Regions from separate parts of the Mus musculus genome. Here all the other regions are linked to region 4. Evidence: chromatin contacts called from public HiCAR-type, HiChIP or PLAC-seq, Micro-C and promoter capture Hi-C data. All regions are on one chromosome and are shown on one strand. Each heading gives the region's core, a stretch centred on a gene start, on an enhancer-like site or on the middle of the called end of the contact. The rest is flanking DNA. Distances are from core to core; before and after follow the strand shown.

Region 1 (2,850 bases), core at 222-2,721, 1.2 Mb after region 4:
GCTTGCCATCCACACTCCCTAGCCTGCCCCAGGAGACATCAGGGAGGAAACACACCAAACCCTTGTCTGTCCCAGCATCCAGTCTGCAGCCTGGACTCGGCCGGATGCTTGGAGATTAGATTAAGAGGTGGATATAGACGAAACTGAGCCTAGGACAGACAGCACAAGCGACCTTCTCTCAGTCCATAGAAGATGGACACATGACTTCTGTGGCTTTCCTTTGTCCCAGCCAAGTCTGGGCCAGGACCAGCTGTGTCTGACCATGGCAGGAGAAAAAAAAAAAGAAAGAAAAGAAAAAAAAAGAAGCCTCTTTCCAGTAGCTCTGCCTCCCTCAGGGTTTCTAGCCAGGAGCAGAGCCGGGAGCCCCATCTGGTACCCAGCAGGCACATACGCTAACAACCAGAGCTTGGCAGTTTGTGCCAGTTACATGTGGACAAGGAGCAGCGTGGTGGGTGAGAGAGGAGCGGGAGCATCAGGTCACAGGGAAGTGGGCTCAGGTCACAGGGAAGTGGGCTCAGGTCACAGGGAAGTGGGCTCAACTCTCACTTCAGCCTTAACCTCTCATCCATCTGTCAGGGGTTCCCTGGACCCAGGGGAGAGAAGGGTGACCGAAGTGAACGTGGAGAGAAGGTGAGGGGGAGGGGAGGAGGGAAATGGGGCAAGCAGGTGGAGAGGTGGAGGCTGGGCCTAAAGCTGCAGGTTCCGGTTGCTGCGGGACCCTGAGGCATCTCACTGAGAGGTGGTGGAGGGGTCCTGAGCCCAGCAACCACAACCACCCTACCATCTCCTTCTTACACAGGGGGAGCGAGGAGTTCCTGGCCGGAAAGGCGTGAAGGGCCAGAAGGGAGAGCCGGGCCCACCAGGCCTTGACCAGCCATGTCCTGTGGTAGGTGTCTCAGCAGGATGGAGCTCCAACCAGCTATAGGGGCCATAGTCAGCATCATAGCTCCTTGTGCTGTGGTCCTGATATTCCTATCAGCATGGCTGAAAGATGCAGCCACCTGTGGTGATGGAGGCCTGGCCAGTAAGGGCTTACGGCCCCTGGTAACTACTGTCTTCTCTCTACTCAGCCTCAAAGCGAGATGGGTCAACCTTAGGTAGGGGTGGAAAGGATTTCTGGGTTTTCTCAGCATCATCAGTAATTTGAGGGTGTCCTGGAAGAGGGCTGGGGAGCTGGGGAGGGAAGTCTAGAGGATTGACAGATTTGATGGGGACAAAGTCAGTGAGTGTCAGGCCCCTCTTTCCCCACCTTGACCATAGCTGCCTAAGATCTCACTGGGGTCTGGCTTCCCCTGGACTGTGGGATGGGACTTCCTCAGTCATTGGGAAAGTCAGGCCACGCTGCCTGCCCTAGGTCTCTCATTCCCCTTCCGTACTTTCTCTCCAGCATCTTCTCTTCCACTGACAGCCTAGCCTCTTCTCCAGTCTCCTCAGTAACCACACAGCTCCTTCCTCTTCCACTCCCCCACTTACCTGTTTCACTTCCTGCTGGCGGTAGCTCTTGAAAACCCACCAAGCCTGGTAGTGAAACGCCCACAGTTCAGTTCCTGTCTTCTAGAAAACCGAAAGGGTTTACATATCAGGGTCTATAAGTAAGGTGTGTTCAGAAAGGACAGGCAGAAAGAGCTAGGTCTCCACACTAAGCCAGCCAGATGTTCGCTCCCAGGCAGGACTCTGAGAAGCAGGCAAACGGGCCCAGTCAGGGACCTTTGCTCAGTCTCCTGGCCTCCAGTGAGTTCCTTCCACCCTCTGTACCTTCCTCTCTTCCCCCCAGGTGGGTCTGGGATATTAATGTGAGGGATGGGGGGGGGTGGGGGGGGAAGCTTGGAATCCCAGCATTCAGGAGCTTGAACAGGGGGATAGAAATTTTGAGGCCTCTGCTACATAGAGAGTCTGTCTCAAACACAGGCAGCCGGGACTAAGGAAAGGCTCGAGTAGTAAAGCGCTTGCCTTACATGTCTGAGTTCATATTCCCAGAACCCACATGGAAAGTTAGGCATGGTGACGTGTGCTGTTGTGGTAGAGACAGTTAAATCTCTGGAGCCCGCTGGCCAGCTAGCCTCACTTCCATGCCAAAGTTCCAGGCTAATTGACACCTTGTCTCAAACAAAAGTTAGAAGTTGCCTGAGGGCCTGATTTCCACACTCATGTATACACACACACACACACACACACAGAGAGAGAGAGAGAGACAGAGACAGAGACAGAGACAGAGACAGAGACAGAGAAGATGAAGAAGCCAGTCCTGCTTCCACAGAGCCTGGACCCAGACTTCCTCCAAGTGAGTAAGCCTTTGTCTTTAATACAGGAACATCCTCGATGTGGAGGCAGGCAAGGGGCGCCAGGCTCCCCGGGCCTTGTGAAGGGCATCAGGCCCTGCCCTGTGGTACGCAGTCTGGCTGCTGTGTGCTGTGTGTGCAATGCTGGAACTTTTGGGCTGCTTTGGGCTTCTGGTTCTGGTCCCTCTCTTCCTCATTTCTGCCTTCTGGTGCATTCCAAACTTCTCCTCTCCCCATCTTCTGGTTCCCAAACTGTGCCCCAGCATGGACTTGGAAGGGGCTGGGTGGGGGGGGGGGGGTGCCGTGCATTTTCCCTATACCTGTGCTTCAGAACAGAGTGGAGTATTTATGCCTCAGGCTCCCCCAGGGACTTTACATTTTTTTAAAATTAGGTATTTTCCTCATTTACATTTCCAATGCTATCCCAAAAGTCCCTCATACCCTCCCCTGGGACTTTACATTTTGTTTGTTCATCTCCAGCTCTCCAACCTTCCAGGCCTCTTTATGTCCAATGGTTGGGTGGACATTGTTGGGGTCTCCAGACGACCCCACCTTTAATGCCCAGAGTTCA
Region 2 (2,942 bases), core at 133-2,632, 1.6 Mb after region 4:
AACAAAAACCTGTCCATCTCACAAAGTATGTTGTGATTTTTAAGTGGACACTTGGCAAACTGGTCAACCTCAAGCAGATTAGGTCACTAACAGGACTGAGAGGGACGAATTTACTGCTTCATTCCTCAATTGTGTGGCTAAAATCAGCAACGAATTAAATGATGAAGTTGTCCAGGTCCCAAGACAATAGCTTCCAAATGCCTCATAAAGGGCTTTTTTTTCTCTCTCTCTCATAAAGGGCTTTATAATGGGAAAGTTGAGCAGTTGCTTCCTGAGAGGCAAATCTAAGTTTTTATATTACAGATTTGTCTCAATCACAGCGGGTCTGCCCAGAAAGAAAACTAGTATCTAGTCTACTGTTTCTGCACTTGTACGTTTCCAAGGAGAGGTAAACAACTGGGAGAGGTCATCTTCTTCCTTCAAGCCCCACATTTCCTATAAACCCCTATTTTCCAAAAGGAGGCCCAGGTGGAGTATCAGATTAGCTCCAGTCTGACGGAAGGCATTTTTCCAGGCTGGGGAGGCTATAGATAGGCTTTTATTCCGCGGCCAGATCTTAGTTCCAGAAGGCACTGGCAGGCCAAGTGGCTAGCTCCAGGCCCAGGTTTCCCGAGCCAGTTCTCAAGGTCCTTCCAGGTGGGCGGGGGCAGATCGGGTTTCGGGGGATGGGCTAACCACCTCCGGACCTCGCGCAGCAGACCCCACCCTCACCACTGCAGAAAGGGAGAGATTTGGGGCAGTATTCACCCCAACCTCTCACTACCAACAGGAGATCACGGGGCCCTGTAACAAAGCTGGACTGGTCCGCCAGGCGAGGCCGGAGCCTCAGGAGCAGCTCACTCGCACCACCTGGGGAGGGGACACTGCAGGGTGCAGAGGCGGGAGGTGAAGCGTCTGCATCTGCCCTAGGTGGGCCTCTGGGACACCTAGGCCCAGCGATGGCCACCTTCCTACTTTTGGGGGGGAAGGGCAGGAGGCTGTAGTACCGACCATCTTTACTCCAGACAGAGGGAGGTATGAAGCGAGGGAGTAAGAGCCACCGGGAAGCCGGGACTGCCGTGGGTCCCGCAGGCCCACTGCCCGCCTCCTCAGGGTCACCAGGAGGAAGATATCCGGAATCCCCGCCCTACAGTCCATGGCTTCGGGAAGAGGCCGTCATATTGGGCTAAGACGAGGGCCCTTACCGCTTGAAATCCCGCATGAGCCTCCTACGGGCCGGGGTCGACATGCTCCGCAGCTGCCCCGCGGTCAGTCTGAAAGAAAAGAGTCCCGTTCAGCCCCCCCACCCCCCGGCGCAGCGGCCGAATCACTGTGGGTCGCCGCCGCCACCGAGACTGCACAAACAACCCTGCAATGACGTCTCCCTCCGCCGCCTCCAGATCCCTCCGCCCTCCGCCAGTACCACCGCGGGAGGGGGGAGAGGGGGCGGGGCGAGCGGGCGCGCGCGCCGCACCGGAGGGGCAGAAGGCGGCCTTCCGGGCTTGTTGCTTGCGGGCAACTACGGAGGATCCGCTCCGTGCTCACGCTGAACACGGCCCGGCCCAACGCCCTCGGAGCCCACACGCTACCTCGCCTCGCTCCCCCCGTCGCTAGTTTCAAGTTCGGCCGGACGGGGAGAGAGTGGTGCATCCGGAGCCTGAGATTTCGGAGGAGAGGAGGTGGGGGGGGGGGTGACGTCAAGTCACGTGACCGCCAGCGCCGCTGTCAACAATCCACCCCTGAGGGGGAGGGAGCGAAGTATCTAGAACCACGTGTGCCTGTGACGCCATCAGAGCAGGTCACGTGATGGCCTAGCCTGGCTCTGGTTTCAGGTCTAACAAAGCAGGTCCTTGAGTATAAGGAGTTGACACCTCTAGTCATACATTATTCTTTTGGTCCCAAAGTACTGGGGCTTTGCAAAAGGAGACATTGTGGAAGGAGCCGCTTGCATTCTGAGTCTTTTAAAACGGAACAACAAAAAAAAAATCTGGACTTAATTCTGTGTTTCAAGTGGCTTAGCAACTCTGGTACGTGGGACAGGTACTGAAAGTGTGGCAAAGCCTTGTAATGAACGGCTTTGAATGCTAGGTCGGTGCAAATGAGATGGGATTAAGGGCATTTGCATCAATAGCCTGTTCCTGCTAATGGAATTTCCATACTTAGAATTTATACAGAAATGAGAGTGGAATAGATTGCCCAAACCTTAAAGACTCCATCTATGGAGTCTTTGAATTGGAATCTGTGAATTTGCCTGCGGTGGGGCACAATTGTGTTTTTCAAGAAGTGAGTGGGTGTGATTTTAGAGCATATCAATGCTGCTGGTTGTCAAAGAAACCTACAAAAATGATTCAGATCAGGGGAGAGATCCTGCAGACATGGGTGGGAGTTAGAGCTCGACTCTGAGGTAACTCATTACAAGCTTTATACAATAGCAAAGAGGGACCAAATGGACCGGAAGTGCGGTGTGGGGGGTTGATTCATAGCCGATTCCCGAAGCATTGACCACCACAGCCCCCAGCTGGCTCCTGGAATTTCCGTGCTCAGCTTCTAGCCCTGTATTGGGGATTTGTTAGTTCTAGGGACCGGAACAGTGTAGTAGATGCGGAATTCTTTAACTCAAGAAGGGGGAAGCGCATGAGACTCCACTGCTCACTCTTTCACATGGTTCCATGAAACCAGGAAGGGTTAACCTTTTTCACTGTCCTTATCCCTTCTTCCTTCAAACAATTCTCTTGATTTAAAATGACCTTGAGAACCCAGCGTCTTGGTGCATCCTGCCAATCCCACCATTCGGAGAGTGGAAAGGATCAGGAGTATAAGGCTAGCCTCAGTGAAGCAGGATGGTAGCCACCCTAGGCAGCCTGAGCGTCTCATCCCTCCCCGCCAAAAAGTAACCTTGAGGATTGTCAGGTATGTCTTACTCTTGATAGCCGCTGCTGTGTCCTCACAATGTGACTAAGCTA
Region 3 (2,918 bases), core at 345-2,844, 1.4 Mb after region 4:
AAGTGAGGCCATCTTGGAACTCCTGACCTCCCCATGTCTGTCTCCCAGCTGGAATTACAGGGGTGCACCACCAGGTTTGCACTGGTTATTGTTTCTTCATAACACTGATTGATTCTGAATATTAGTCCCAAATGTGCAGATGCAGGAACTGAAAGCTGAAGTGACTAGTAACTCATGGGGACAGACCAAGTGTTGTGGCGGCTTCTTCTTCTTCTTCTTCTTCTTCTTCTTCTTCTTCTTCTTCTTCTTCTTCTTCTTCTTCTTCTTCTTCCTCCTCCTCCTCCTCCTCCTCCTCCTCCCCTTCTTCTTCTTCTTCTTCTTCTTCTTCTTCTTCTTCTTCTTCTTCTTCTTCTTCTTCTTCTTCTTCTTCTTCTTCTTCTTCTTCTTTTTATGACAGGGTTTCTCTGTATAGCCCTGGCTGTCCTGGAACTTACTCTGTAATCCAGGCTGGCCTCAAACTCAGAAATCCACCTGCCCTTGCCTCCCAAGTGCTGGGATTAAAGACATTTGCAACCACTGCCTGACTTAAGTGTTGTATTTTACAACTCTGCCCATGAAATAAAAACTGGTAATATGGTACGATTGAGATTCTTCAAAAAAATGATCTGAGTTTTTATTTTTCTGTTCTTCCATACTTTAAATAATAAACATGTCACCCTTTGTTCAGTGTGGTGTACTTGTGGAAGTCAGATGACAACTTTCCCAGGAGTTGATTCTGTTTATTCAGTTTGTGGGTTCCAGGGATTAAACTCCTAGTTGTCACTTGATGGCAGATGTAGAGTGGCTATGTAGAGAGACCCTTTCTCAAACAAGACAAACAGGACCCACTTTTGTGTGTGTGTTACAGGGGACTGAACTCAGAGTATTTTATAATCTAAGGCAGGCATTCTACCATTGAGCTCTATTTCCAGCCATCTCCCTATAAAAGGTGTATTTAGGTGGAAATTAAGAAAGACATTTTAATATAGGCTTGAGCACGAGGGTTAAGAGCAAGGGATGTTCAGAGGACAAATGAGACACGTCCAAGAGCAGGGTGTGGGCTTTCCAAAGAATTGCAGGAAGTAAAACATATCCTAGCATAAACTCAAGGGTCACTCAAAAGATGTAGTTTTAGGAAAGAGATGCCAAGTTGGACCTGGTGCTACAAGGTTGCAATCCCAGTTTCTCAGAAGCAAAGGCAGGAAGATGATACATTCACGACTTGCCTGAGCAACTTTGTGAGATCCTGTTTCAACATTAAAATAACTAAAGGGTGGCAAATGCGTTTTGGTGGTGGACTGCAACCCCCTATTACTGAGAGGGGGGAAAAGAAAGAAACAGCCTGGTGGTGGTGGTGACCCATACCTTTAAGAGGCAGGTGATCTCTTAAGTTTGAGGCAGCCCGGTCTACAAAGTGAGTTCAAGGACAGCCAGGACTACACAAAGAAACGAAAAACCAACCAACAAACAAACAAACAACCCCCCCCCCCCAAAAAAAAAATCTCACATGCCTCTTGGGGTTGGAGTGAAGTGGTCCGGAGCACAGGGATTGGTGGCGAGACCGCAAGGAGGCGGAACTGAGGGCGAGCGGGGCCTGGGACCTGCGGACTGTCACTAGCGAGGCACCCGCCGACCCGGAAGGAGCTGAGAAGAGCTGGGGCCCTGGCAGCCATAGCGCTTTGCACAGCCGGCTTGGAGCGTGTAGGACGGGCACGGAGCAGGGTTGCGTTCTCTGAAGTCGCAGGTGAGTGGCAGTGCCCTCGTCGGGCAAGAGAGCGGGCGACAGCTGTGGCCCTTCGGAAGGCCACTCTTTATGCTGCCCACTCACCCAGAGCTCTTGTCTCGGGTCCTTCGCGAACAGGGAGCCTGTTGTTTTGGGTTTTGTTTTTGTTTTGTTTTTTTCACGCAGGGTGAGGGACAACACCGATCCCTACCTGCGGAAACCGCTCTAGTGGCTCTAGGGGTAAAACAGTGGTTGCCACAGGGCAAGTATTTCAGGAAAGAGTGAGAGTACCGCACGCGAGACTCTTTTCCTTCCCCTGGCCCTCAGTTTCCCCATTTGGTAGGATGAGCGAATTAGGGGTCATAGACAGCTGGAGAGGCTAGGACGGCTCTGTGTTGTCCCAGTAAGTGTGGCGGTCACTGGGCCTCCTCATTCTCCGTACTTACCGTATAGCTCAAGCCGGGTTGAATGAAGGGGAAAGATACTAATGGGGGGAAAAGTCAAGATTTTACGATAAGATAAAATTTATTTTGAAAGGTTCAAGTGTAGTCTTGTTAACTGAAGGAAAAAAATTTATTAGGAGTTTAACGTATTGGGATGAAGTAAATTGAACTTACTGTCACGTATTTGAACATTCTTAAATCAAGCTCTGTGTGGGTGTCATCTTACCTTGAATGTCTGTGTCCTTTGTTTAAATATTGGTCAGAGTAGTTACAGTGAAAAAGAAGGTGCCACCTGTACAGCACCGCAGTCTGCTAAGGAAGACACCCCTGTCAATTATTTTACAGGTGACCAATAAGGGTGATTTTACAGTTTGCCAATGATGAGTGTCATCAGTCAAACAGGGCAATGCATGCCTACCATTGCACCTTTTGGTACATTTGGGTTTGTGACCACAATATTTTGACCTTTAAAAAATTTTTGTTTGAACATAGGCAGGCACTCTGACCCTACAATTCCACCTACTCAAGAGGGCAGGGGCATCATTTGAGCCAAGTCTGCCTTCGAAGATCTTATCTCAAGAAAACAAAATTGGTCTCAGAGTTAAGCTGCTCCCAGGCATTTCTGAGTTTACAGAAAAGGAAAGTGTCCTTGTTGTCAGGATGTTAGAGAAGCGATTCTGTAGTTGTGAAGTTTTGCAGTTTGAATACGGTGAACTCTAGATTTCCTCTGCCTTGTGCTATTGGAGTAGAAATGTAAGCAGGACTTGACACAA
Region 4 (3,050 bases), core at 411-2,910:
AGGACTGGTTTGCTCAAAGCCTTTCTAGTATGCATTGCTCTTCCCATACATCTAACCAACGATCGCAGGTCATCTAATAAGTATAGGGCTCTCAAATGGTGTGAATTAGCTAAAGAAGAGTAATCTTAGTTTCTTGGTAATCAATCTCATGTCCCAAGACCATGTAGGGGGAAATATACATGTTAAGCAAGCTCTCTACCACTACTATTTCTCTTGTCTTCTTTTTGAGACAGGCTTTCAGTAAATTTCCCAGGCTGCCTTGAACGCACTCTGTTGCTCAGGCAAGTCTTGAAGTTGCAGTTCTCCTCGGCTGGGCTTGTGTTCTTGCCTTTCACCCACCTCCTGGCCTGGAGACTTGGGAGTTCTCACTTTTCGATGATCTAAACTAGTGTTTTCTGTCTCCTCTAGATAGATCCTTTGCAGGTGAGGTCATGTGCAGTTATTCTCCCAGCCTGTCTCATCCGAGTTTCCCTTACACCTGAAGGTTCACGTTACACAGCTCCTGTTGCTCTCTTGAAGTCTTGTGATGCCCTTCTACTTAACACCCTTGCGCAGACTTAAAAGGTCTGAGTTCTGCACGCAGTCTCTGCACCTTTCCTTTGATGACACCCCCCCCTTTTAAAAAACAAACTGTTCAAACTGGATTTAGCCTCCTCAATGTTGCACTTGAAAGAAAAGCGTATTTTTGCCTGTAACCTCTTGTGATGGCTTTCAGAGGCTTACCAATTGTGGTACCTACCGTGGCACCGCCCAAACAATAACTCTTATTGTTAATTTCTAGGGTAGGTCAGTCAGATTCGGAGAAACTCGGGACATCATCCGTATTCTGCTATGTTGCAGGAATTCTCTTAAACGTCACCCATTTACCTCTGTAAGGGCACACGGGATGACCCGGGCGTGTCTCCACCTTGGGAGAGGCCCGTTGGTCGGTCGGGCGCAGCGCTCTGGGGCTGCGTCCTTCGCGCCCCTGGCAGTCTCAGCCTTCCCTCGCGAGGCGCCGCACACCGAGCGCCTCTCGTGCAAGGGCGAGGGGTTCGTAGAGTGCGAGTCCGTTAGGCAAAGTGGGGTACAGGACTAGCTCGGGCACTGGCAGCCCATGTGGGTCGGGACTGACCCCCTAAAGCGGGCAGGTAAGGGGACTGGTCCCAGGCGCCCCACGGAGATCGGGGATTTGGGCGCAGGGGGCGGGGCGGTACCCAGAGGAGGTTTGGCACAACCCGGCCCTCCAGCTCCTACGCGTTCTGAGGAGAAAGGGCATGGCTTCCTTTTCTTCGTGGTGTCTTTCAAAACCGACAGGAGCGCGGATGAAAAGCTGCGGATTAAGGGTAGAACTACCGCCCCTGCAAACCTGAACGAACTCTGGATTACTACCCAGTCCCTGCGGGGAGCTGATTAGCGCCATTCCCCTCCCCCACTCCGGCGGGTAGGTCTAGAGAACGGTTTGAAGGTAGCCGCATGCGCATTAAGTAAAACAAGAAACCGCTGAGACGCCAAGCGCAATAATTGCAAAAAGGCGCAGGCGCAGAAAGAAAAAAAAAAAACAACCAAAAACACCTCGGTCAGTTTATGAAGAGGGCTGAGCCCAAACGCATGCGTGTAATAATAGGACGGCGGGAGAGAGCTCGGGGTTTCTTAATACGCATGCGTCCAATCTCTCTGTGACGCAAGTGGGGCGGGGCCGGCAACAGGGTGCGCGTGCGCAGAGCTTGCTGGAAGGGCTTTATTTAGCCTGCGCAGGCGCCCGCTTATCATTTCTCCTCAGCCACGCCGAGGCTTTTTGTGGAGGTGAGTGACTTTCCGTCTTCGACTGCTGCCCGAGCTCTCCACGGACACCTCTTTGGGTGACGATTGCTTGTCGCTGAGCTTAGGTTCTAACCTGAGGGGCCGTGGCAGGCGCAGGCTGCCCCTGGGAGCCGCGAGTGTCTCGCCGGCGTGGCAGCGCCGCCTAGGCCTGCAGGCCGCGCCGCTTTCTATTGTGTGAGATGTCTGAGGAGGCGGAGCGGAAGCGGCGGCCGCCATTTCCTCGTCTCAACCGTGGCTGTGGGCCAGGGTCTTATTAGCTTGGCGCCTCGGCCCTGGGCGCACTGGGCGGCTTTGGGCATCGGGTCGCTAGCCGAGGCCGGGTTGCATGCTTGAGTCTCCGGGGCCCAGGCATCCTGACGGGCGGGACTCGCATGGCGGCGCCCGGTGCCCGCTGTGCGCCGTGAAGTGGGAGGGCCATTTAAATGCCTGTTTTCTCAGACGCGTTCCTGACCCCCACCCCCACCCCGCAGCCCCGCAATCTGTGTGGACGCCAGGACCACCGAAGGGACGATGATGCTGGGAGCAGAAGGCGGAGAGGGCTTCGTGGTGAAGGTCCGGGGCTTGCCCTGGTCCTGCTCCGCGGATGAAGTGCAGCGCTTTTTTTCTGGTGAGTTGAGGCGGGAGTTGTCAGTGGGGCCCGCGGCTGGGCCGGGCCGGGCCGGGTTGGGGCGGGGCGGGTCTCCCGGGCGCCCCCTAGCGAGTCGCGGCCACCAGCGGTTTCCCCAGGCGGCTCGCGCTCTGTTGGCCGCTGTTACGCAATGGTAATTGCGAAATCCGCACCCCCCCCAACCCCCTTGGGGATGCTGGTGGCCCTGCTGAATTTGTTTTCTTTTAAAACTTTTTCTGTCTCTATGCATCAATCTGTGCATTCTGGAGTAGTCTAAGAAAAATTTAAGTAGGGAAAGATGTGATTTCTTCTCAAGTCGTGTAAGGTTTTGTAAAAAGGTACTTGTAGTGTTGACCTTACCATCTGAATTTAGCTGTGGTAACAGAAAACGATCTGTAAATCGAGCCCCAAGTATACTGCAAGCAATTGCAGGGGGCCGTTGCCGTCCGGGTTTGAGTTGAACTGCAGCTTGGAGCCTTTAGTTGTTAACATTGGTCCCTTTTCGGATGAATATTGAGCTGGAGTTTGGATTTGAATGAAATTGTTATGTGGTTGCTGATAGAGGGAAGCTGACATGGTACCCAAACAAGAAAATGCTGTGAAGTCACCAGATCCAGATGAGATTATTCTGAGATAGTGT
Region 5 (2,934 bases), core at 104-2,603, 1.3 Mb after region 4:
CTTGAAAGAAGGAATCACACGCTGAAAGAAGACTCCGCTTTGAGGACCAATCTGGATTCCCACAGTAAAGCCCTCTATACTACACCCAGCTGTCCCAGCTAGGGGTCACCTTCCACTAGTATACTCTGCTGTCTACGTAGCCTGCCCAGCCCCCCATGCTTGTTTCTCCCAAGGGCAAGGTTGAGAGGGATGGAACTTAACCCCCCTCCCAGAGATCCCTCCTGCCCGCCCTGGGGAAAGAGGTAAGAAGAAGAAATAGTGGAAGTGGCGCAGGTTTAGGGACTCTTGAGCTCAGGAAACTGCTAGAGGCGGTGTCGGGAACTAGCTGGTCGCTTTCATTCAGTCTTGCACATACACACCCACACGCAGCCAGTCGGCAGAGAAGCCCTGCTTGTGAGAGCCTGGGAGGAGGCTCATCTCTAGGTCCAGGAGGGCCTCCCGCCTCTGCTCCCGCCCAAGGACAACCATTCCCAATCTGTATCTTTGGGTTGGGTATGTCCCAAGCTCCCATCTTAATACTGAGATACCTTAAGAGTCCTGGTCCTTACTTTTGTCAAAGGCTAAAGTCAGGACTGGAACAGAGTCCCAGACCTTGGGACGTCCCCTGTTCGCAGGTCCCCAGGTGAGGACCAGACACAGTAGGGGGCTGAGGCAGGAAGAGGGTACCCTGAGGGTGAGGGCAGGTGAGTGGTGTCCCCGGGAAGGCGGCAGAGAAGACAGGTTGGACATCCCGGTGGAACTGCGCCCAGGAAGGCTGTGGAGGAAGCAAGGGATCCCAGAACTACCGGAGGCCCTCCTAGCTACCCAGGGGGCGGGGTGGGGTGCACGTCTCCCGCCCGCCGTCTGTGGGGCCTGCTTAGAGCTGGTGCAGGGGGCGGAGGCCGAGGTCAGACTCCTGCGCCAAGGGCGCCTGCCCCTCCTAGCTGCGGCGTGGGGATCGGGGCGATGCTCCACGGAAAATGCATTTACAGGTCAGCCTCGTGCGCGGGAGCAGAGGACACCGGGGCGCGCACAGCATCCTGCCAACCCCCGCCGGGTGTCCGAGAACGACCTCAGCGACCCGCCCTACCCACTTACCATGCTGGCTCCGTGAATCCTAGGGCGCGCTGCAGTCCCCAGCTCGGTCTCGAACCTTTCTCTTCCCAGGCTCTTCGGGAACGCGCGGGAGCCGGATCGGCGGGCAAAGGACGCACTGGGCGACACTCGTCCGCTGGCCCCAGAGACGGAGGGAAAACCCGGCCTGACTCACCCGCGCGGCGCGAGCCCCAGCGCCCAGCCCGGCCCCCGGATGTGGGGGGCGGGAACCGGCACCGCCCCCGAGCGACCTGAGCCCCGCCCGGGCTCGCGGGTGCTGCGGGGCCGGGACCCCACCGCTAGCCGCGCATGGTGCAGCGGCCACCGCGATGCGTGCTCGTTCGCTCGCTCACGTGCAGCAGCTCTGCAGACCCCAGCCCGGACGAGGCTCTAGAGCGCGCGCCGCACTGCTTGCTGCTCCTCCTTCTCCTCCTCCTCCAACTCGGGCCTCGCCCGCCTCACCCGGTTTCCTTCCAGAACCAGCTTCCAAACTGGCTTGCTGGGATGGGTTGGTCAGGTCTCTGCCGCCTCTTTCTCAGGTAAGCGCCACTTTCCTCGTTTGAGAATAAACCCAAGACGCGCTCTAAGAGCCGAAGAGGTGTAGTAGGCGTCTACAGTAGTTAGCCGCTGGACTTTTATTTTGGAGGGAGGTTGATTTACCTGTGCAGCCTTCTAGGGGCGGCAGGTTCAGATGCCTTTAGGGGCCAGACTGATAGTGTAAATGAGTCATATGGGTTGGGTAAGCCAGTAGCGGGGACGGAAACCGAAGGCTGGACACTCAGACACGTTCAAGAGTAAGAAGTTGGAACACCTTTTCTTCCTTAAAAAGTTAAACATAGATGTGGGGTGGGGTGGGGTGGGGTGGGGTGGGGTGGTAAGGGTTGTGTATGGAGAGATGGTTCAGTGGTTAAGAGTACTTGCTGCTCTAGCAGAGGACCCGGTTTTGGTTCCCAGCAACCACGTGGTTGCTCACAATCCTTTGCAGCTCCAGTTCCAGGGTATGGAACGCCCCCCCCCTCACCCCCACCCCCGGCCCCTGGGGGCATTACTCGCACTGGGTGCACATTTACTCACGCTGGCACATACACGTAATTTTGTTGTTGTTGTTTTTAAGATAAAAAAAAAAAACCAAACCAGTAAGTTAAACAGATTCATGATAGCATTTCCACTCCTGGGTATATGACTAAAGAAATCAGGTATGCCAACAAGTGCTTGCACTCAGATGATCATAGCAATCCTGTGTATAACAGTCAAAAGAAGGACACAGGTCAAACCCTCCAGCAATTAGTGAAAGGATAAACAGTGTGGTCCAACCATACAGTGGAATATTACTTACCACAGAAAAGGCATAGTGCCATTTCATGCTACAACTCAAACCTCTAACAAGTGATGGTAAGTCAAAGAAACCCAGCAGAGACCATGTGTGAACCTTTATGGACAGAATGCAGGCTAGTGCTAGAAGCCACAGGGAGGGAGAAATGAGGATGATCCTTGCAAGTTATCGGGTTTTGTCCTGGAATCAGGTGGTGGTGACAGCACTTTCCTTTTACATTGTCTTACAGAGGGCTGGGGTGTGACTCAGTAGGAGAGCATTCTCTCAGAGGCTGCTTGAGGCCCTGGGTTCAATTCCCAGTACCTTAAGTTAAAATGGATAATTTTGTATCAGGCAAGTCAACTTCATTTAAACAACAAAACATTACTGTGGCCCAGCAGGTACCGATTTGCCGCCTCTGTTTTCTATTTCTACCGTAGTCAAATGTTAACAATGGATTTTTCTCTTTAAGAAACCTCATTCACAGCACTTGGTATCTCAGTCATGCAGGGACTGCAGGTATATGGGGGAGCGGGGTTGCCTGAGAC
Region 6 (2,700 bases), core at 121-2,620, 1.1 Mb before region 4:
TCCTCACCTGCCCACAAGGGCCCTTAAGGTACTCCCACTTTCTGCATAATTCCTGGTGTCTGGTACGAACAAGTTAGTGAGTAACACTCAGTAAGCACAGACCTAAAAGTCCCGGTTACCTTGGGGACTCTGGAACAGTAGTGATGAAGTCTGTAGGTAGGAGGGTCTGTCTGAGGTTGAGTATATCTAGTAATCAACTGGCAGTGCCTCTGCTCCCCTCATGGGTGAAAGATCCAAGGGTGGTTGGAGCCAAGGCTTATGCAGAGGGCCAGGCACAGCAGGATGTGGGAGCCAGTGGGGGCTGTGGTACCATGGTGAGTGGACAGTAGGGATTCCCAGACATCTCTGATTCCAAAATGGTCCTGTCAGTGAGATGTGGCTTACTGTGAGTTGCTAATAATGCACGGCTCAGATCTCAGAAATAGTTTGTGCTCCGGGGCCACTGCTGACATCTAAATCAGACCCTGAAACTCCTGGTTGTCATCTTTCCTCCCCCACTCAGGCTGCTTGAGGCTCTGATTGAGGTACTTACCAAGTACTCTGTTCAGTTGGGTCCTGATGAGTCTCCCTGCCCCTCCCATGTTTCTTTTGCTTTAAAAAAATACCAAGGAATACAGATCCAGGGGTTTCCTTCCCCCTCCCATTCATTTTTAGGGTTACTCCAAAAGCCTGTGATTGATTCTTTCCTTCCTCAGGACTTAGGTTCAGTGTACAGGCCTGACTTTGGTTTCCCCGCCCATAAAGGGGCACACACACACACACACACACACACACACACACACACACAAGACAGAACTGAAACGGCGGCAGGCTGGCTCTTACCCACCTTGGGCAGCAGGTGTTTCCTCCCTATCTTCCCTTTTGAAACCGAATACTTGTTGCTTGCACACCCTCACCCCTCTCTTGCTGTTTTTTTTTTTCAACTAATAGTCTGCAACTTCCCTCGCATAGAGGAATGGTTCCCAGGTTCTTAGAATTGAGGTTGGTGAACGCTCTTCTTGCTGAGGAAACGCTTCTAACACCACCAAGTGCTGCACCCCTCAAAGTCGGTGAATCTCTAGATTCACTGGGCTGGACAAGGGACACTCTTGGGAAAAGTCTTTACTGGACAAGGCTCAGGGTGTGAGTGGGGTTGGCATCTACACAGGAGCTGCAACTGAGAGGGAAAGGGCCTCAAACAAACATCTCTGCTACCACTGCCTTTCGAAGTTGGGGGACTTGGGAAGACCCGTTGTTTAGATCTTGACCGGTGATCAGGAAGTCAGCAGTAGAGGAAGGCCCTGGAAGGAGGGGCCAGCGCGGACTCGCCCGTGGCAGGGCGGGGACCAACAGAGGGGCCTAGGGGCTGGGGAGCGCCGCCCCGCCCTCCCGGGGAAGGACCACATTGCCGGCTAGCAGGAAGGCCAACCAGACCGGACGAGGCCGCTCCAGCGCTGGGTGTTGCCGGTCCGGGGCGAGCCTGGTTCCAGGCGGGGTGAGTTGAGAGGATCCGGTGAGCTGGGCCGGGGGACGCCAGCGTCCTCAGTCCTGGGGCTTGTCCCAGGAGGACAAGGACCCCGGAGGAGAGAGGCCGCGCAGCCAGGGGAGTCGGGTCTGAGTCCCGAGTGTGCTCCAAAGCCAGGGCGGTGAGAGTGGCGGGCCCGCCCGGGGCCGCGCAGCGCGCAGTCTCCCCCACGCGGGGAAGTGGGAACTTAACGCACAGCTACAGGATTCCTGGCCTTCAGCTGCTAGAGGGAGGGTGGCTTCTCCAGGAGGAGCTGTTGTGAAACTCGGCAGGAGGGCACCTTGGGTGCGGGGCAGGGCAGGGCAGGGCAGGGGAGAGATGGGGTCGCCCTGAAGAAGTGGGAGACTGGAGTGGAAAGTGGACTTTATGCAAGCCTCACCCCAGCGTCCAGGCTTCATAAGTTACTAGGGCTGGCTTTTGCTCAGCCACAAGGAAAATTTGACTCAATGTTGAAATATGTGATTTGGCAAGAAAACTTTTTTTCCTAGCCTCCTTTCTAGTATGTTTGGAACAGGGGGCTCCCAAGAGGTGCAGAGCCCCCCCATTGTTCAAAATGTGGTTCAGAGGGACTGTGGCCCACCCATTCGAGTCTCCATGGAAGAGTGGCCTTCTGGTGAAGCTTCTTTTTCTTTAACCTTGGCTACTGTAAGGCTCTCGTGCTTGAGAATATTGCTGGCCAGCTTGATTGCCTGTCATTAGTACTATTTAGACTAGAGCGTCCTTGATTCTGGGGTCTTCCCGTTTCCAGTCACTAGTCCTTGACTTTTTAGCATGGAGATCACCAGTAATGGCAACATTACATCCCACTTCTGTTTCTCAGAAGGCTGTATTACAGTGTGTTCAAACTCCATGTCATTGCAACAGGTTAAACTCACTTTCTGCTTCGGACGTCAAGGTATTGCCATTCTAATCCAGACATCAAGGGCGGTGGAGAAGACAAAAGTCGGTTGTCTGTTTACAGAAGAGGAACTGAGGCAGTGGTTCTTCAGGTAACGGCTTCAGGGCTGTCTGTCTGGTGCCAGGCTATAGCAGCATTGTGTTTCCCTTTGACCTGTTCCCAGGTGAATAGCCTGTATCCCTCCTAGGTCTTACCCTCTATACTCTTGAATTATTTAGCATATCTACTCGGACTTCTTTTCAGTTCTTCTTCCCCTCTGAAATTATGGAGCCTGGTACATCATACAGAGTCTAACAAG
Region 7 (3,042 bases), core at 420-2,919, 1.7 Mb after region 4:
ACCTTGGCAGTATGAAGTTCTCAGTCTTGACCACTATCTTGAAGAAGCCCCTCCCCTTTTGTGTGTGCCCGCCTACTTCCTGCCCTTCAAGACAGGACCAGTTCTTGCTGAGTACAGGGCAATGGAGAAGAATAAGACAAGACAGCACAGTGAACATGGCTTTATAACTATGGGCACCAAACAGTCTTTATTTAGTCATCTCACGTAGCCTTAACTCTTACTCCTGTTTGTTTTGGGGGGCTATTCACTGCAAACCAGAGTCAGAATTTGAGCTGAAAGGACTGGCAGAACAAGTATGTATGGAGGCGTCTAGAAGAGTAGATCTCAGGTACTTTCTTCGGGAACTCTAGTGGGAGGTACCCACTAGAGAAAGCAGAATTGGTCAAGCCAGTTCCCCTGGCCAAGCAGGTTGTCCTTGATAAAGGAGGATTTTCATCCCTGCCATTTGTGGATGGGGCCACTGAGGTCCTCTTGTAGCTTGTGGGTCAGGGTGTCTTCTGATGCTCTGAGCTGTGTCTTCTCCGGTGTGTGACAGGCTTGACTGTTCCCCACAGTATAGCTAGGTCAGCTCTTGCCTTGACCTTCATGGATAACCATCCTTTGGCTTCTCTCCCAGACTCTGGAGGGGAGCAGTGTATGACTTCCATCCATTCCATTCATTTCCAGCCAGGAACATTCAAGCTCCACCAGGGCAGTAGCCCCTTTCTGTCTGCATGACCCCTTTGTCCCCTAAGCATGGGATCTGGTCAACAGTTGATGCTCTGTAGAGCCAAGTATCTCTGTGAATGCAGACAGTGCAATGTGAACACGTTTCACAAGCCTCAGAAGAGATTTATAACCAGGTCGAAGGCTGATCCTTAAGAATATCAGCTTCCTTTACAGAACACACGGTAGCTGCTTCTACCAGTACCAGAACACAGCCCTGGCTTGTTCCTCTAGAATGTAGGACAAGATTATTTCCAGTGGGCACAGGTCTCGGAGAAAAGTGCACACCAGAGGTGTTGAAGGCCACAGGAGAGGAAGCAAGGCTTAGGAAGAGGCCAGGATCGAAGGCCCACTTCGGCCCCGCCTTCGTGCAGGGACAGGTGTGTGCTGGGGGTGTAAGGTGCGCGGGCGACACATCCCAGCAGGTACACCTTCCTTCGCCCACGAATGACCTAATTATAGGAGCCTGCAACGGCCAGAGGTGGGGAAGGTCACTCCAGGCAACCTGCCACTAGGCTTGTCCCCAAAGGTGTGTGACTCCCTTGTGGTTCCCAGGGCTGCTGGACTAAGCGCCTTAGGGTTGCCTTTAGTCATCAGGCTGGCAGAGCCCAGACCACATCTGAGAGGTATCACCCAGAGGCCTTCCAGAAACACCAGGTCACAAGGAATAAAAACCTCGCCTACACGGACTGCTCATGCGCCGAGACCGCGCAGGCGCCCTGCGGAGCCTGGGACGCCAGGATTAACCAGCACTGCGCTTGCTCGGACTCGCTTCTTCCCTTCCCCCGCCGCCCTCCCAGCGGGAGGACCACGCCCCAAGAGCGAAGCCACTTCCTTCGGCAGCCAACTCCGCTGCGCTTGCGCCCCGGCTCCACGGTGCGCAGCTCTGGGTCCCGGCCCCACTCCGTCGCCCTCCCCGCGGCTCCCTGACGCTGGCGTGACGTCACCACGCCGGGCGGCCGCCATTACAGAAAGCCGAGTCCCGAGCTAGGGCGAGCGGAGGAGGAGGCACAGCGGCCGGCGGCCGAGCACTGCGGAGCGAGCCAGCGGGCCGGCGCCAGCGCCCAGCAGCCGCCTGGGGCCGCAGAAAGCACCCCGGGAGAGCGGCGGCGGCGTGTGCGTGTGGCCCGGGTGCGGGCGGCGGCGCGGGAGCAGCGCGGAGCGGCAGCCGGTTCGGGCGGGCGGCATCATGGACGAGAAGTTGTTCACCAAGGAGCTGGACCAGTGGATCGAGCAGCTGAACGAGTGCAAGCAGCTCTCCGAGTCCCAGGTCAAGAGCCTCTGCGAGAAGGTGAGCTGCTCTCGGCCGCGGGTGCGGCCTCTGCCCGGGCCCGCCTATCAGGAGGCCGCGGGGACGGTGCAACATGGCGGCACGGAGGCCAGACCCCCGAACCTAGCAGCCCGGCGCCCGGCGCTGCCTGCGGCGACTCGCGAGGGACCCGGCGCCCCCCGCCTCCCGCGCGCTGATTGGATGGCGCCGCCACCGCGGCCTAAAATGGCGCCGCGCGCCGGACTCCGGGCTTCGGAGCCTCCGGGCCGAACCCGGCCCGACCCTGGGAAGTGGGGCGGCCGGGACCCTCGGTGGCCCGGCGAGGGACTGGCTGGGCTTTGCGCCCGGGAACGGGTTCCGGACTCATGGAGTCAAAGCATTGCGCTTGCACTCGGGCTTGCTTCGTGGAGCGGGCGCTGCCCACAGGGTCCCCCACAGCAGGGCTTGTAGGCCAGACCCCAGCGCCTATGGAAAGGTCACCTCGCTTTCCTGTCGGTCTCCACGCCTCGGCTTCCCCGGAGCCCTGTTTAAAGTGTGTGTTTAACGATTATGAAGGGAGTCGCTAACCCAGTTCCTACGAAGGTCATAGTGGTAGTTTGAAGGGAGGAATATAAAGTTTTCTTAGTTGGACAAATGGAGGATTTGGTGAGTCATACTACAACGAAGAGCTTTGGGATTGGAAATACAGTGTCACATTAATTTATGATGTATATGCTGACTCAAATTGGGTAGTGTGAAACCCTTCTGTGTGTAACGTACTTGGCGTGGAGCCATTTATTTTTGAATGAGCAACATAAACGGGAAGAGAGTCAAATTTTTTATCCTCTCTGGTTGCAAAAGTTTCTTGGATTGTATTTTTGTGGCTACAATCAGCAGTAGAAATCCCCGTGTTGACCGATTTCTCTATTTCAGACATGGAACTGAGTCCACTCCTTGAAGTGATAACTCGGTATCTCAGGTTATCTCATTCCATTGGTTTTCTCCAAGAATTGGGGAAGCAAGTTGTTCATGTTGTATTCTTGAAGTCTTAATTAATGCAATTTTCTATTAGAAAAATGTGTCTCCAC

What was found. Promoter capture Hi-C pulls out the DNA fragments that hold promoters and counts their contacts. A called contact is a pair of places that touch in the nucleus more often than the background predicts. HiCAR-type assays count read pairs that join an accessible place to other places. HiChIP or PLAC-seq counts read pairs in DNA pulled down with a chosen protein or histone mark.
Region 1: a contact with region 4 is called in an H3K27ac HiChIP or PLAC-seq map of acute myeloid leukemia, with 8 times the contacts expected there. The contact joins the enhancer-like site here to the promoter of Hnrnph1 in region 4. A contact is called at or near these places in 13 of 39 promoter capture datasets (the 3T3-L1 cell line, the C10 cell line, the HPC-7 cell line and 7 more), 1 of 484 Hi-C or Micro-C datasets (the N1E-115 cell line), 5 of 115 datasets of contacts at active chromatin or transcription factors (Th17 cells, acute myeloid leukemia, astrocytes and 2 more) and 2 of 9 other capture datasets (embryonic stem cells and liver).
Region 2: a contact with region 4 is called in a Micro-C map of embryonic stem cells, with 9 times the contacts expected there. The contact joins the promoter of Ube2b here to the promoter of Hnrnph1 in region 4. A contact is called at or near these places in 5 of 39 promoter capture datasets (embryonic stem cells, hippocampal neurons, liver and 1 more), 1 of 484 Hi-C or Micro-C datasets (embryonic stem cells), 1 of 115 datasets of contacts at active chromatin or transcription factors (thymic regulatory T cells) and 2 of 9 other capture datasets (adipose tissue and liver).
Region 3: a contact with region 4 is called in a HiCAR-type map of astrocytes, with 2.8 times the contacts expected there. The contact joins the promoter of Sar1b here to the promoter of Hnrnph1 in region 4. A contact is called at or near these places in 1 of 39 promoter capture datasets (hippocampal neurons) and 1 of 115 datasets of contacts at active chromatin or transcription factors (astrocytes).
Region 5: a contact with region 4 is called in an H3K27ac HiChIP or PLAC-seq map of acute myeloid leukemia, with 6 times the contacts expected there. The contact joins the promoter of D930048N14Rik here to the promoter of Hnrnph1 in region 4. A contact is called at or near these places in 5 of 39 promoter capture datasets (cranial neural crest, embryonic stem cells, hippocampal neurons and 2 more), 1 of 484 Hi-C or Micro-C datasets (B cells) and 3 of 115 datasets of contacts at active chromatin or transcription factors (acute myeloid leukemia, astrocytes and embryonic stem cells).
Region 6: a promoter capture Hi-C map of pre-B cells shows a contact between it and region 4, with 4 times the contacts expected there. The contact joins the promoter of Mgat1 here to the promoter of Hnrnph1 in region 4. A contact is called at or near these places in 3 of 39 promoter capture datasets (the C10 cell line, hematopoietic stem and progenitor cells and pre-B cells), 1 of 484 Hi-C or Micro-C datasets (CD4 T cells) and 1 of 9 other capture datasets (liver).
Region 7: a contact with region 4 is called in a HiCAR-type map of astrocytes, with 2.4 times the contacts expected there. The contact joins the promoter of Ppp2ca here to the promoter of Hnrnph1 in region 4. A contact is called at or near these places in 1 of 39 promoter capture datasets (embryonic stem cells) and 1 of 115 datasets of contacts at active chromatin or transcription factors (astrocytes).

Annotation. Positions count from the first base shown.
Region 1 is chr11:51,576,275-51,579,124 of GRCm38.p6, forward strand. It overlaps Col23a1 (collagen, type XXIII, alpha 1), which reads left to right. Exons shown (of 29, transcript NM_153393.2): 26 at 577-630; 27 at 800-886. Among named protein-coding and RNA genes, the nearest start is that of Phykpl, 7.1 kb to the right of the region's middle. Within about 2 kb of position 1,472, at least 68 of the 459 cell types and tissues checked have an H3K27ac peak or open chromatin away from gene starts, as enhancers often do. A contact at or near this core is called in the HPC-7 cell line, the N1E-115 cell line and acute myeloid leukemia, where this site is marked.
Region 2 is chr11:51,999,109-52,002,050 of GRCm38.p6, forward strand. Ube2b (ubiquitin-conjugating enzyme E2B) reads right to left here and starts at 1,383. Exons shown (of 6, transcript NM_009458.5): 1 at 1,185-1,383. The coding sequence starts at 1,228. It also overlaps a transcript of Cdkl3 not described here.
Region 3 is chr11:51,762,069-51,764,986 of GRCm38.p6, forward strand. It overlaps Sar1b (secretion associated Ras related GTPase 1B), which reads left to right and starts at 1,595. Exons shown (of 7, transcript NM_025535.2): 1 at 1,595-1,723.
Region 4 is chr11:50,376,018-50,379,067 of GRCm38.p6, forward strand. It overlaps Hnrnph1 (heterogeneous nuclear ribonucleoprotein H1), which reads left to right and starts at 1,661. Exons shown (of 13, transcript NM_001347487.2): 1 at 1,661-1,785; 2 at 2,274-2,410. The coding sequence starts at 2,314.
Region 5 is chr11:51,649,601-51,652,534 of GRCm38.p6, forward strand. It overlaps D930048N14Rik (RIKEN cDNA D930048N14 gene), which reads left to right and starts at 1,354. Exons shown (of 4, transcript NR_027958.1): 1 at 1,354-1,613. It overlaps N4bp3 (NEDD4 binding protein 3), which reads right to left and starts at 1,473. Exons shown (of 5, transcript NM_145974.3): 1 at 1,078-1,473. Gm30058 (a long non-coding RNA gene) reads right to left here. Exons shown (of 2, transcript XR_388627.1): 2 at 2,490-2,934.
Region 6 is chr11:49,249,182-49,251,881 of GRCm38.p6, forward strand. It overlaps Mgat1 (mannoside acetylglucosaminyltransferase 1), which reads left to right and starts at 1,371. Exons shown (of 3, transcript NM_001110150.1): 1 at 1,371-1,474; 2 at 2,369-2,493.
Region 7 is chr11:52,097,155-52,100,196 of GRCm38.p6, forward strand. It overlaps Ppp2ca (protein phosphatase 2 (formerly 2A), catalytic subunit, alpha isoform), which reads left to right and starts at 1,670. Exons shown (of 7, transcript NM_019411.4): 1 at 1,670-1,996. The coding sequence starts at 1,895.